3 separate regions of the Mus musculus genome follow, and all the other regions are linked to region 1. Evidence: chromatin contacts called from public Hi-C data. All regions are on one chromosome and are shown on one strand. Each heading gives the region's core, a stretch centred on a gene start, on an enhancer-like site or on the middle of the called end of the contact. The rest is flanking DNA. Distances are from core to core; before and after follow the strand shown.

What was found. Hi-C and Micro-C count contacts between places; a contact is called where the count stands out from the background.
Region 2: a Hi-C map of cerebral cortex shows a contact between it and region 1, with 2.6 times the contacts expected there. The contact joins two enhancer-like sites. A contact is called at or near these places in 1 of 484 Hi-C or Micro-C datasets (cerebral cortex), 5 of 115 datasets of contacts at active chromatin or transcription factors (bone marrow-derived macrophages, embryonic fibroblasts, embryonic forebrain and 2 more) and 1 of 9 other capture datasets (embryonic stem cells).
Region 3: a Hi-C map of uterus shows a contact between it and region 1, with 6 times the contacts expected there. The contact joins two enhancer-like sites. A contact is called at or near these places in 1 of 39 promoter capture datasets (hippocampal neurons), 10 of 484 Hi-C or Micro-C datasets (the BV-2 cell line, the HPC-7 cell line, the N1E-115 cell line and 5 more) and 1 of 115 datasets of contacts at active chromatin or transcription factors (embryonic stem cells).

Annotation. Positions count from the first base shown.
Region 1 is chr13:100,845,721-100,849,700 of GRCm38.p6, reverse strand. No RefSeq gene overlaps it. Among named protein-coding and RNA genes, the nearest start is that of Slc30a5, 14 kb to the right of the region's middle. Within about 2 kb of position 2,285, at least 45 of the 459 cell types and tissues checked have an H3K27ac peak or open chromatin away from gene starts, as enhancers often do. A contact at or near this core is called in cerebral cortex and uterus, where this site is marked.
Region 2 is chr13:101,550,887-101,554,866 of GRCm38.p6, reverse strand. All of the region lies in intron 2 of Gm36475 (a long non-coding RNA gene), which reads right to left. Among named protein-coding and RNA genes, the nearest start is that of Gm41043, 4.7 kb to the right of the region's middle. Within about 2 kb of position 1,641, at least 18 of the 459 cell types and tissues checked have an H3K27ac peak or open chromatin away from gene starts, as enhancers often do. A contact at or near this core is called in cerebral cortex, where this site is marked.
Region 3 is chr13:101,499,396-101,503,375 of GRCm38.p6, reverse strand. No RefSeq gene overlaps it. Among named protein-coding and RNA genes, the nearest start is that of Gm36475, 39 kb to the left of the region's middle. Within about 2 kb of position 1,760, at least 10 of the 459 cell types and tissues checked have an H3K27ac peak or open chromatin away from gene starts, as enhancers often do. A contact at or near this core is called in uterus, where this site is marked.

The DNA of each region.
Region 1 (3,980 bases), core at 1,036-3,535:
GAGACCTAGCATGGGGACTTCGATCTGTTGCAAGCTTGCTTAATTGAGAACCATACCCCAATTGCTGGAGGTGGTTAGCTATAGGGGTGGTTAAAAAAAATGAATGGCTTTTCTAACAAGCAGAAACCCACTTCCCCCTCCCCCCCCCCCCCCCGCCCAGGTTTCTGGGAAATGACAAGTTGGCGCTTTTGTTTATCCACTGGAGACCTTTTTGTTTACCTGGTCAGAATCCATCCTGACCTGTGCCCAGGCTGTCATTTAGGACAATGTCAGCAACATTGCCATCAGGGGAACCTGCTTTAGGCTTTGTGGTTTGAAAGGGAGTGGCCTCCATAGACTCCATGTTGGTGAATGCCCAGCCCAGGGGGAGTGACACTATTAAGAAGTATGCCCTTGTTGGAATAGGAGTGGCCTTGTTGGAGTAGGAGTGGCCTTGATAGAGGAAGTGTGTCACTGTGGAGGCGGGCTCTGAGGTCTTCTATGTTCAAGCTATTCCCAGTGTGGCACAGTCTCCTGCTACTTACCAATCCAGACGTAGAACTCTCAGCTTCTTCTCCAGCACCCTGTCTGCCTGCATGTCTCCATGCTTCCCACTCTGATGATAATGGACTAAACCTTTGAAACTATAAGCCAGCCTCAATTTAAAAAAAAAAAAATTAATAAGAGTTGATGTGGTCAGGGTGTCTCTTCACAGCAATAAAAACCTTAACAAAGACAAACTTAACAATGTTGATGTTTCTGATCTTGAAATGACCTTAGATAAAGCATCGGCCATAGGCATCATACTCATCTAGAATATGACGATCTATGAATCAGGAACTTCCCAGTGCCACTTCCCTCAACAAAAGGCTCTGGACATGAATTTCCTGTGACCTATGGACAAGCAAGCTGAACTCTGACAGGGTTTCTGTTCTGTCTCTCTCTGAGATTCCTCAAGAACTTGTGGAGCCCCCCTCCCCCACTCAGGGGTCTATTCATTTCACCTAGTGCATGCTAAGGGCATGCTTTATGGAGGCAAGCACTCGATATGCAACTCATAGTGACTGAGGACTCCAGTAAGTAATTTTAAATACTTATAAATCCAAGACAAATATTCTGGTGCCCTTTTTAAATACAAAGATTCATCAAAAGAACACTACTGACATTCTCAAAGTCTCCACTCAGATCATATTGTGATGGAAATACAAGTATGAAAGGACGAAACAAGGGAACACATTCAAAGAATTACTTAAATTGGAAATAGCGTCACATACCCAGAATCCCAACAAGCAGGAGGATCAAGAGTTCAAGGCCAGCCTCAGCTACATGTGTGAGTTAAAGTCCATTTTGCAGTATATAATGAGGCCCAATTTCAAACAATTATCCAGCTTGATATCAAAGTGTTATTGAGCCAGGTGTGGAGCAAAGGCAGATGGATCTCTGTGAGCTCAAGACCAGCCTAGCCTACATAGAGGTCCAGATTAGCCAGTGAAACTCTGTTTAAAATTAATTAAATAATTTTTTTCAAGAATGAATTAGGGGGGGCGTGGTGGCGCACGCCTTTAATCCCAGCACTCAGGAGGCAGAGGCAGGCGGATCTCTGAGTTCGAGGCCAGCCTGGTCTTCAAAGTGAGTTCCAGGACAGTCAAGGCTACACAGAGAAACCCTGTCTCGAAAAATCAAAAAAAAAAAAAAAAAAAAAAAAAAAAAAGAATGAATTAGAAACTCCTCAGTAATCCAAATGATGAAAAAAAAAAAAAAATCAAAATGTATTACAGTGAAAGTAAGTTAGCCTCTGGGTGATCAAAACCCAAAATCCAGCTGCATTCAACAGAAAAATAAATAAATAAATAACCTTTTTTTTTTTTTTTTTGAGACAAGGTCTCATGTAACCCAGAGGGCCTGCAACTTGCCACTTTAAATTTAATTTCTGATCTTCCTGCCTCCAACTCCCAGGAGTTGAGGGTTACAGGCACGGACCACCATGCCTTTTTTTTTTTTTTTTTTTTTTACTGGCTCCTTGGAACTGAAAGCAAGGGTTAGGATGGGAGGAAAAGAAGCGTTCTACTCACTGAGCCACATCCTAGCCCATTCCCAGGGGTGAGCTTTTCTGAGAGGGAAAAGAAGTTCAGGAGACCTGCAAGAGGCAGAAAATCGGCCAAAGACACGCTAGACTTTCAGTAAAACTCATCCAAAGTCAGCCTCTAAAGTGGGAGTTCTCAAGTACGCGTGAGCTGTTTTCCCTGGGCAGATGGGAAGATGCAGCTGAAGGCCAGCTTCGCTCCCCAGTCCCGGGAGGCTGCAGTGCCCGCCCGCCCACTCCGCGGAGCTTCCACTGTGTTTGTACTGTCTGGATTCATTGTATTGTTGTATTACATCGTCCTCTAGTGGCTTCACATTTTTTTCTTCTCTCCCTTCTCTTCAGGCTGATTTCTTCATTACATCACACAACACTTGATACCTAACAAATGAACTCAGATGAATGACGAGACTGAAGATGGTGAGCCCATTGTCGTTAGGACAGTGCTCGAACAGCTTAGGCTCACCAACTTCAGCCACTGAGCTTTTCTTTAAAATAGAGATTACAATATAATTTGCCACTGCCTCTGCTGGAGAGCGAATGGGATTTGGTTTGGCGGCTGCGACAGTCTCCTGCAGCCCAGGCTATTTACTCTGTATCAGAGAGTGATCTTGAGCTCCGGACCCTCCAGCCTCTACTTTCACACGTTAGGAATTATAGTTGTAAACCACCACACCCGTTTGTACTGATATTTGTTTACCCCGCCACCAAAGCTTTTATGTTGAAACCCCAGTCATCACAGGTGATAGCATTTGGAAGTGGGGCCTTTGAGCACTAATAAGGTTTGTGTTCAGTTGTGAGAACAAGACCACCCACACTCAAGTTGGGATCCTTGCGTCTGTGGATCTCAACCTTCCTGGGGCTGTGAGTTCAAGACCCTCAATATAGCTCCTCATGTTCTGGTGATCCCCCAACCACAAAACGATTTTCATTGCTACTTCATAACTATAATTTTGCTAATGTTATAAGGCATAATAAATATCTGTGTTGGTTGCTTCAGCAGCCACGCTGCCTGTGGTGCACTGGTAAACAGCCTGGGCTGACTAAAGCACGCTTCTCTGTAAGTAACCTCCAGTCAGCTCTGTACATTAGGGGCCACGGCTGCGAGCACAGAACTCCAAGACTGATGACTGTAAGTTTCCTAGTGATGACAAGTACAGCCACTTAGTGTGCTTACAGCTGATCTCTGTCCCCGAATGCTGTGCCCACAGGGATGCGGGAGGAGACCCTGGCATCTCAGTCATGACTCATCTCCTGAACAAGACAATGATGCAACTTATGGCTCATTAATCAGTTTTTCTCTCGGCTTGGTATATTGTGGAGATTTGTAGATTTGAGTTTGGGGGAGGGGGGGGAGACGGGTTTTTTTAGTGTTTTGTTTCAGTTTGGGGGCTTGGGTTTCTTTTGTTTTACATTTTTATTAAACAAGTGTTTTGGGTTTGTTATTTGGTTTTTTTGTTTTGTTTTGTTTTTTTGTTTATTTCTGTGTGTATAAGACTTACTGATTATCAGTTCGGGGTGGTATAGAGGATACAAATGGAACATGCCTATGATCTCTACCTTACTCGAGGTATCATTTGCTGTGGTGAAACATCATGATCAAAGCATCTTGGGGAGGAAGAATTAGATGTGGCTTACTCTAGCACATCACTGAAATCAGGAAAGGAACTCAAACAGGGCAGGAACCTGGATTGCCGCAGAGGCCATGGAGAGGTGCTGCTTACTGGCTTGCTCCCCACAGCCTGCTCAGCCTGCTTTCTTATAGAACCCAGGACCATCTGCACAGGGTGTCCCCACTCACAATAGGCTAGACCCTCCCACATCAATCACTAATTAAGAAAATGCCCTACAGGCTTGCCTACACCCCAATCTTGTGGAAGCATTTTCTCATTTGGGTTCTCTTCTCTCAGACAGCTCTAGC
Region 2 (3,980 bases), core at 392-2,891, 710 kb before region 1:
CATTCGAAGGCAAGCCCTGGGCTCAGGAATGGCTGGTTAACACAAATGGGAGTCCATGTTTGCTTGTTGTGACGACTGGATGATTGTTTCATTTGGCTTTTTGCATTAAGAGAGAAAAGGGACATCAAGTTGGCTGGGCAGGGAGGTATGGGGATTTGGGAGGTGTTGGGGGAGGAGAAAGAAAATGATCAAAATATATTATATGAAATTCTCAAAGGAGGAATACAAACATTAAAAATACTCTAAAGCAGCTTCTCCTGTACTGGTTCATAGGAAATTTTCTTTTCCTTAAAAGTTTTTAAGTTTTTCTAATTGTAGATCTCTCTGTTCCTTGCATGCAAACATAAAATACAACTCAAATCTCAATTACTGTCTAATAATGTTGATACAAATGATCACACAAAGATGTAAAAATATACAAAAGAGTTGGATGGTGGTGGTGTACAACTTTAAGCCCAGCACTCTGGAAGCAGAGGCAGGTGTATGTCTGTAAGTTTGAGGCCAGCCTAGTCTAAAAAGTGAGTTTTAGGACAGCCAGGGCTGTTACACAGAGAAACCCTGTCTCAAAAAATCAACGAACCAACCAACCAACCAACCAACCAACCAACCAACCAACCAACCAACCAATCAAACAAACTTAACAAAACAAACCCCCAAAGAGTTATCTATCACACCTACCTATGAACAAAGGATTACGATAGCTACATACTGAGGTTAGATTTCTCATTTAGAAGAAAAGGAATGCAAGTATGTCTGCAACCTTCATAATAAAGATTGAAGGAAGGTCATCTGCTCAAATACATTATTCTTTAAGGTTTTTTTTTACACTTTTTAATTACATGCATGTATGTGTTCATATACATGTGACTATGCGAACATGATTGTAGGTGCTCCTGTGAGCTAGGGCCTTTGGGATCCTCCTGGAGCTGGACAGAGATCCCCATCCAATGTGTGGTCTAGGAACTGGACTCAGGTCCTTTGGAAGAGCAGTAAGCACTCGTAACTACCAAAGCATCTCTCTGGCCCCTCAAATGCATTCTTGAAAATTGAATAGACAGTGTTCTTTGAACAGCTTGGGGACTGACAGTGAGATAATCCATACCCATAGCCTCTTGGGAATTAGAGGTTGAAAAGAAGAAGAAAAGAAAGGGACTTTGAGAGAGTCTGTGGGCCAGTCTCGTGGCAACCTTGCTCACTTCTCAGGAAGCAGACTCAGCTAACCTAGCTCCTCCCTAACCTCTGACCTTCTGTACAGTTCCATATGGAGGAAAGTCCTGGACAACTGCACTTGTTGTTCCTTTAATGCCCCTACTTCGAAAATAACCCCCAGCTGCTCCAGAAAGGCTGTGAGCCTGACCCCGCACTCTGCGTTCTGAGAGGGAAGAGCAGCCCACTCACAGAAGCATCTGAGGCCCCAGGGTTTTCTTCCTTCTCTGGGCGCAGCAGCTGCAATTCGAAAGCAGCAGATTAACATAATACTTGGGAGGCATTCAGGAATGGCAGCAGAGGAGGTAGCCATTCCTGGGTCCTGGGATCCATGAGGGAGGGTGTGAAAAATGGCGGGGTCACTGAGCTAAAAGAGCCATGGAAAGCCCCGCCTATGGAAAAGGTGGGGCGAAGCTAGAGCAGCCTCTGTCTCTCCCAGCACCGGCACCAGGAAGAGACAGCTGGTATGGCTCAGCCCTGATGATAAGAAATGAAGCTGAAACAAAAGAAACCAGAACTGGAGTCTAGGAATGTCCAGTACACGTGGTAAAGTTTCATAGCCATAGGGGAGACCTGCGTGGGGAGCAGTAGGGGCTAAGTAGTGATCTACATAAAGTAGACAAAGTGCAGATGCTGAAAGTTTCAGACTGTTCTAGGGTAAAGAAAGGATGGCACTTTCTCTTTCTACCTTTTTTTTAGATAGCATCTGACTCGAGTCTCTTATCATCTAAAAGGCTTGGATGTGTTCTTCTTTAAAGGGATGATACCTGGTGTTCCAGAACTTGTAATATATGTTCCTCTTCCATGTTATGAAGGCAATGCTTCTCTACACACACAAACAGTCCTTTATATCTAATCATCTACATAGCACTGCCCATGTGGAAGTGACCAGAGAATCTGACCTTGGCAGCAGAAGACTAACAGGAAACAAGAAGAGGCTGATGCAAAGCTACCCACCCAGCAAGATGCTGGCAGTTTCTGACTCAGGGTGGCTGGGGCAGCTTGATAAGCCATCCAAGCAGCCGACTCTCCCTGATGTATAGGGCTGGAGGTGGCAAAGGTAGGGATGTGGCAATGCCATTAGCCTTACCTCAGTCTCTAGACTAACTCATTTGAACATCTATGGACCTGCTTTACCTCTTCCCCTCTCCCCCTATGCTTTGGGTGGCTCACAGTGTTTCATGACAGCCACTTGAAAATATTCTCTTCGATTCTCTCCGACAAAGGCTCCACAGGAACCTGACATAGACATATAGGATATAATATATATATAACATATAGGATATAATCCCAGTCCTCAGGAGGCTGAGGCTGAAGGATCATTGTAAGTTTGAGGCTAGCCAGAGTTACATGACAAAACCTATCTCATAAAGCACGTTTTCCTCCTCCAAATAAAGGCATTAGAAGGTATCCTCCATCCAAGGCTACAAATACCGGATCATTTTCTATGATCTTCATGATCTCTGCTCATTTCTCCAATCTAAACTCTCAAATTTCCTGAAATTAAGTCAATAAATATATATATACTGAAGATATATATCATAGGCAGCGTGTGGCATGAGATAGCCGCACAGCTACCTCCAAAGCTCGGCTCTATTTGGGAAGGACACATGCCTATGTGGCATATATATGTTATTGCTCAAAGAGATATCATCCCAGGTTAGTTTGCTGATTTTCCAAATGAATGTGCAAATATGGTTATATTATATTGTTTAGAAGAGGGAGGAGCCCTCAGCCTCCAGAGCAGAGGGAGCCAAACACTTCAGAAACCAAACGTAGCTAGGGTTACGGATTGAACTGTGTCCCTCCCAACGTCACATATAGAATCCCTAACTCTTAACAGCTCACAGTGAGATCTTGTATAAAGATACCATCTTTTAAAAAATGCCCAAGTTAAAATGAGTCTATCAAGGTTGGCCTTGACCCTAACTTACAATGTATCCTTAAAGAAGGAAAATTTCGTTGACAGATACAGAAGAAATGTGATCTGAAGGGTTATGGAAGGAAACAGGCACACAAAAGCCAAGGAGTGATGCTGTGGGCATATCCTACCACTTCCCCCATAGACCTCAGAGGAAATCAGCCTTGCTGACACCTAGATTTCAGGTTTCAAGCCATTTCTGTTGTTAAGGTTGCCCTCTGGGGTACTGGGATATTGTCGCCAAGGAAAATAAGGCAACACTCCAGGGTAAGAGGCCAGGGAGCACAGCAAGGTGAGGAAAGCCTCATGGGACTGAGACACCACCGTGCAAAGCAGCCAATCACAGTACCAGGCCTGTTCTAAGAAAATCAGCATACAGAAACCAAAGGTATGTGCAGAAGGGCAGGTGGCCCCGCTTGATAGGCTAGGAGTCCTCATATCAGCGTGCACCGGACTTGTGACGGGTTCTGAAAAGAGAGCGACATTTTTGTGCAGTTTCCCCAGGAGCCCATTGTGACAGGTTATGTTGAAAAAGATGTTGAGCAGGGTGGACTGGAGCCAAGAAACCTGAAGAGGTTCACTCTGTTATGAGAGGTTCTCAAGCTTGGCTAGGGTAGAGTTTCCTGGCAGACTGGGCTGATAATGGCCATAAGGATGGATATTGGAAGCTCAATCCAAGAATCAGTGATCATTTGAATGACAGAAAAGAAGTGGCTAATGTTCTTTAGACTATTGAGGTGGAGAGATTATCCCGAATTTTCTAGGGAGGCATCAAATGAAATCTAAATCTGCCTTAGGGAAGAGAGACAGAAGGGGGTTGGAAGAGAGGGTGTACTGGAGGGAGAGAGAAAAG
Region 3 (3,980 bases), core at 511-3,010, 650 kb before region 1:
AAAAATGCTATTCACAGCACCAGGCACTCTTTGAAGATGGAGACTGAGGCCTTTTAATTTAAATTCCCTCTTCCTAGCAGAGTGCTTGGTGCTGTAAGGATTCCTCAGTGGACAGAGCTCAGAGCACCACATGATGAAGGGAGAATCAGAGCTGAAGGTTTGGTAAGGTACTCGTTGCAGTCCACTCTTCTGTTTTTTGTTTGTTTGTTTGTTTGGTTGGTTGGTTTTTTCAGGAGAAAACACAAGGACTGCTCCTTCCCCCTGGCACTGCCCTTCTAAGATTAGCCCAAGGGAGCCCTCACGATATGACATCTGCTGCTTATCAGTGATTGTGACCAAGGGTGCTAGAATCCAGGCTCTTCTGTCTCACAGCAGCCAGTCATGGTGGCAAAGTCAGAGAAGACAGAGAAGGACAGCCACAACTGGCTCATGTCTTCTGGGACTGTAAAAGTGGGGATTAACCGTTTTGAGGAGAAAGGCTCTATTATCCCTGTTTCCTCAGTGTGAATGAAAGATAGACTTGGGCCTCAGTTAACAATGGTCGCCATTAGCCACTGGAGTTCCTCTGTCATGTAGCTGTGTGCTAGAGCCTCTCTTAAATGTTACCAAGGCCTCTTTTCATAGAGAACCCTGGCTACTTGAAGAGACTAGTTGATTTTAAAAGTGCTGATATGTCATTCCATGTTGTATGAATGCATGAAAATATAATTAGAAAACGTTTCAAACATTTAACGTATTGATGCGGCTCCTCGTGGTTTTTTTTTTTTCTTTTTTATTGTCCTCTTGTATATTATATCTCAGCCATAGTTTCCCCTCCCTCTTCTTTTCCTAGTCCCCACTCCATTCCCCAGATCTCAGTCTCCTTCAGAAAAGGGCAGGCCTCCTAGGTATATCAAGTAAACATGGCATATCAAGTACAGTACGACTAGGCACATTGCCTCCCATTAAGACTGGATCAGATAACACAGTAGGAGGTAAAGGTCCCCAGAGCAGGGGACAGTATGGACAACCATGACATCGATGCACAGGACCTAGGTCAGAGCCATGCCAGTTCTCTGATTGTTGTTTCAATCTCTGTGAGCCCCTGTGAGTTGATTCTGTGGGCTATTTTCTTGTGATTCCCATGACCATCTGGCTCCTACAATCCTTCTCCCTCCTACAGCTCCACTTCCACAGGATAACTCAGCTGGTAGAGTGAATGATTGTTGTGGGTCTTAACTACTTGGCCCAGAGCCCCGCTCCCCCTCCTTCCATCACACGGGGAACTGTCACAGTGTGATTCTTGGTAGACTCCTCTCTTTACACGGGCATTCTTACAACAGGACCCCTGGTAGCTGGCCAAACCCACCTCATACTCTAACAGAGCAAATCAGATTCTATTTTCCTTTTCTTTTCTGCCCCGGTAATTTGTCCATGTGACCAAGCCCAGGCAGTAACATGGTCCAAGTGCCCAAGTTTGGCAGGAGACAGGGCTGCCTGAAACCTATTGGCTTGTTCCATAGCCCCAGATTCATATGCTGAATACCGAACTCAAAGCACATTTAGAGATAGGGTCATTAGAGAGAAAGTCAAGTTAGAATGAGCCCTAATCCAGCCACAGTTTGGAGACCTGTGTGTGTAGAGGGGAGACAGTGTGAACAGACATAAGAGAGCACTAAAATCACACAGGGACAATTATCTACACGCCAAAGAGAGAGGCCAGGAGGCGAACCGTCCTTTACAACTCCCCAAAGGACTAACTCTGATAAAATCCTGGCCTTTGAGTTTCCAGAACCTTGAGACAATAAATCTCTGTTGTTTAAACTGCCTGCCTATGGCACTTTGTTATAGCAACGCATGCAAACTAATATACTAGCTCCCCCAGAAAATTCCCCTGGTGTAGTTTTGGCTCTTGTCCTGGCCTTCTTGAGTTCTTGGCTTTTCATCTTCTAGGCATTTATGAAGCTGTTAAATCTGTCTTCAAGAAATTTTTTTTTTCAGTAAAATTGATCCAGAGTTTGTTGTTTCCAGCTAAGAAGCCCAGTGAATACAAATACCATGTTCTGGAAAAGCTTTCTCTCTATAGGGAACTTGGTTGTCTTTCTTGGAAACAGCTTGCGATTGTGCGTTCCCTGTGGCGCACAGCTTTGTTGGATTGGCATATCTGTGCTTCCTTTGTGGTTAGTGGGTTTTTGACTAATCTAACCCTGCTTTTTTTTTTCTTTCTTGCATTTGATTTTTTTAAATGCAGTTTTCTTATATAAATTACCTCAAGATTGGCAGATTGTTTGACTCTCTTCATTGAAACATGTAGAGTCAGATGTCATTCATACCAGCCCACCATGGGTGCAAGGTACCCCCTGCAATGCAGGGACGCTTAGCGTATCAACAGGGTGTTGCTAGCTGCAGTTATTAGAAGTGTAGATATGAACTAGACATTCCAATTTTATTACTGTTTTAAAGTGTGTTCTAAGCCACCTGCCCTGCTATCTTTGTGTTCAGGCACATCAACAGTAACTCTTTGTTAGTGTGTTTTCCCAAAATCAGCATTCAATCTAGAATGACAGGGTTCTGTTCTTCTATGTGTTATGACTCTGAGTTAATGTATCCAGGTCTTAAGTCAAGCTTTCTTATCTGACCAGAGTGTTACATTAGCTCCAAAATCTAGTGAATTGAGATAGATTTTGTTGGTAGTTATGTCTCTAACTTAAGAGACTAAAACTACAACTAAGAGGCAGGGTTTCTACCTCAAGTTTGCAGAAATAAGGGAAAGCGGAGAATACAATAGCAGAATATGGTGCCAGCTTTTCTCCAAAAAGGGCAGAAAAGAATATGCAGAATATAATGCTCATATTTAAAAGACAGTTGGCCTGCAGAGATGGCTCAGAGATTAAGAGTACTGACTGCTCTTCTGAAGGTTCTGAATTCAAATTCCAGCAACCACATGGTGGCCCATAACCATCCATAATGATATCTGATGCCCTCTTCTGGTGTGTCTGAAGACAGCTATAATATACTTACATATAACCAGTAAATAAATCTTTAAAAAAAAACCTGTTGCATAAATTTATCTTCTTTAATTCTTGTATCAGCCTTCTGATATTGATATCATCTCATTATTGTGCAAATGTGATCTCACAGTGACAGTTGGCCATGTCAATCCAAAGCATGTTCTTTCTACACTGGAACCGTAGTTTCGACATCACCAAAGAGACTCGAGAATAGCAGCAGCATTTCCTCCACTCAGGGAAACTGGAGACTGAATGGAAAGAACAGGAGGTCAGGCTGTTTCCCAGAGAGCCTAGCAGGGCTGAATGGCAGGATCAGCTCTTAGGACCCCCATCCTGTTCTCAGCTCAACCTACAGTATAGATTAGGTCAGCCATCTTCAAGGATCCTCCCTATTCTACAGTAAGGTGTTGACCTGCCCATTTTGAATAGATAGACATAACTTGACAGTCTTTTCTGCCTATAATCTCAGAGTTTGTGATGGGAGAATTTGGTGCATTTTCTATACATCATTGACAAATGTGGGCCTTAGTTTCTCTGAGAGAAAAGAGATAATAGTATATAAACTTATACATTATTAAGTCACTTACTTTCCAGAATTCCTGGTAATTTTATCTCTACTGAGTAAGAGATGCTGGCACTGTGGTAGCCGATACCAGGACCAAATCCAGACCCCTTCTTCAGTTGCTGCTCTTTCCAAACCAAGATCCATGAGTCAAAGTCAAAACCACATTTTTCTCATAACCTAAGTAATTACTACTCTAAATACCACCCTTACATAGAGCCTCTTTATCATGGGACCCCCCCCCCCCCACCAATGGCACTCATGACCGATTACACCATTTTGAAGAAGGCTCAGATATCACCATCCACAGGTACAACCTGCATGACACAGTCATATTTACTCCAATGCTGTTTTAAAACTCATTTTGAAAATCCTTTTTATTTATAAATTACATGCGAAGTACAGTATGATCTAGGACAGGAGGGCAG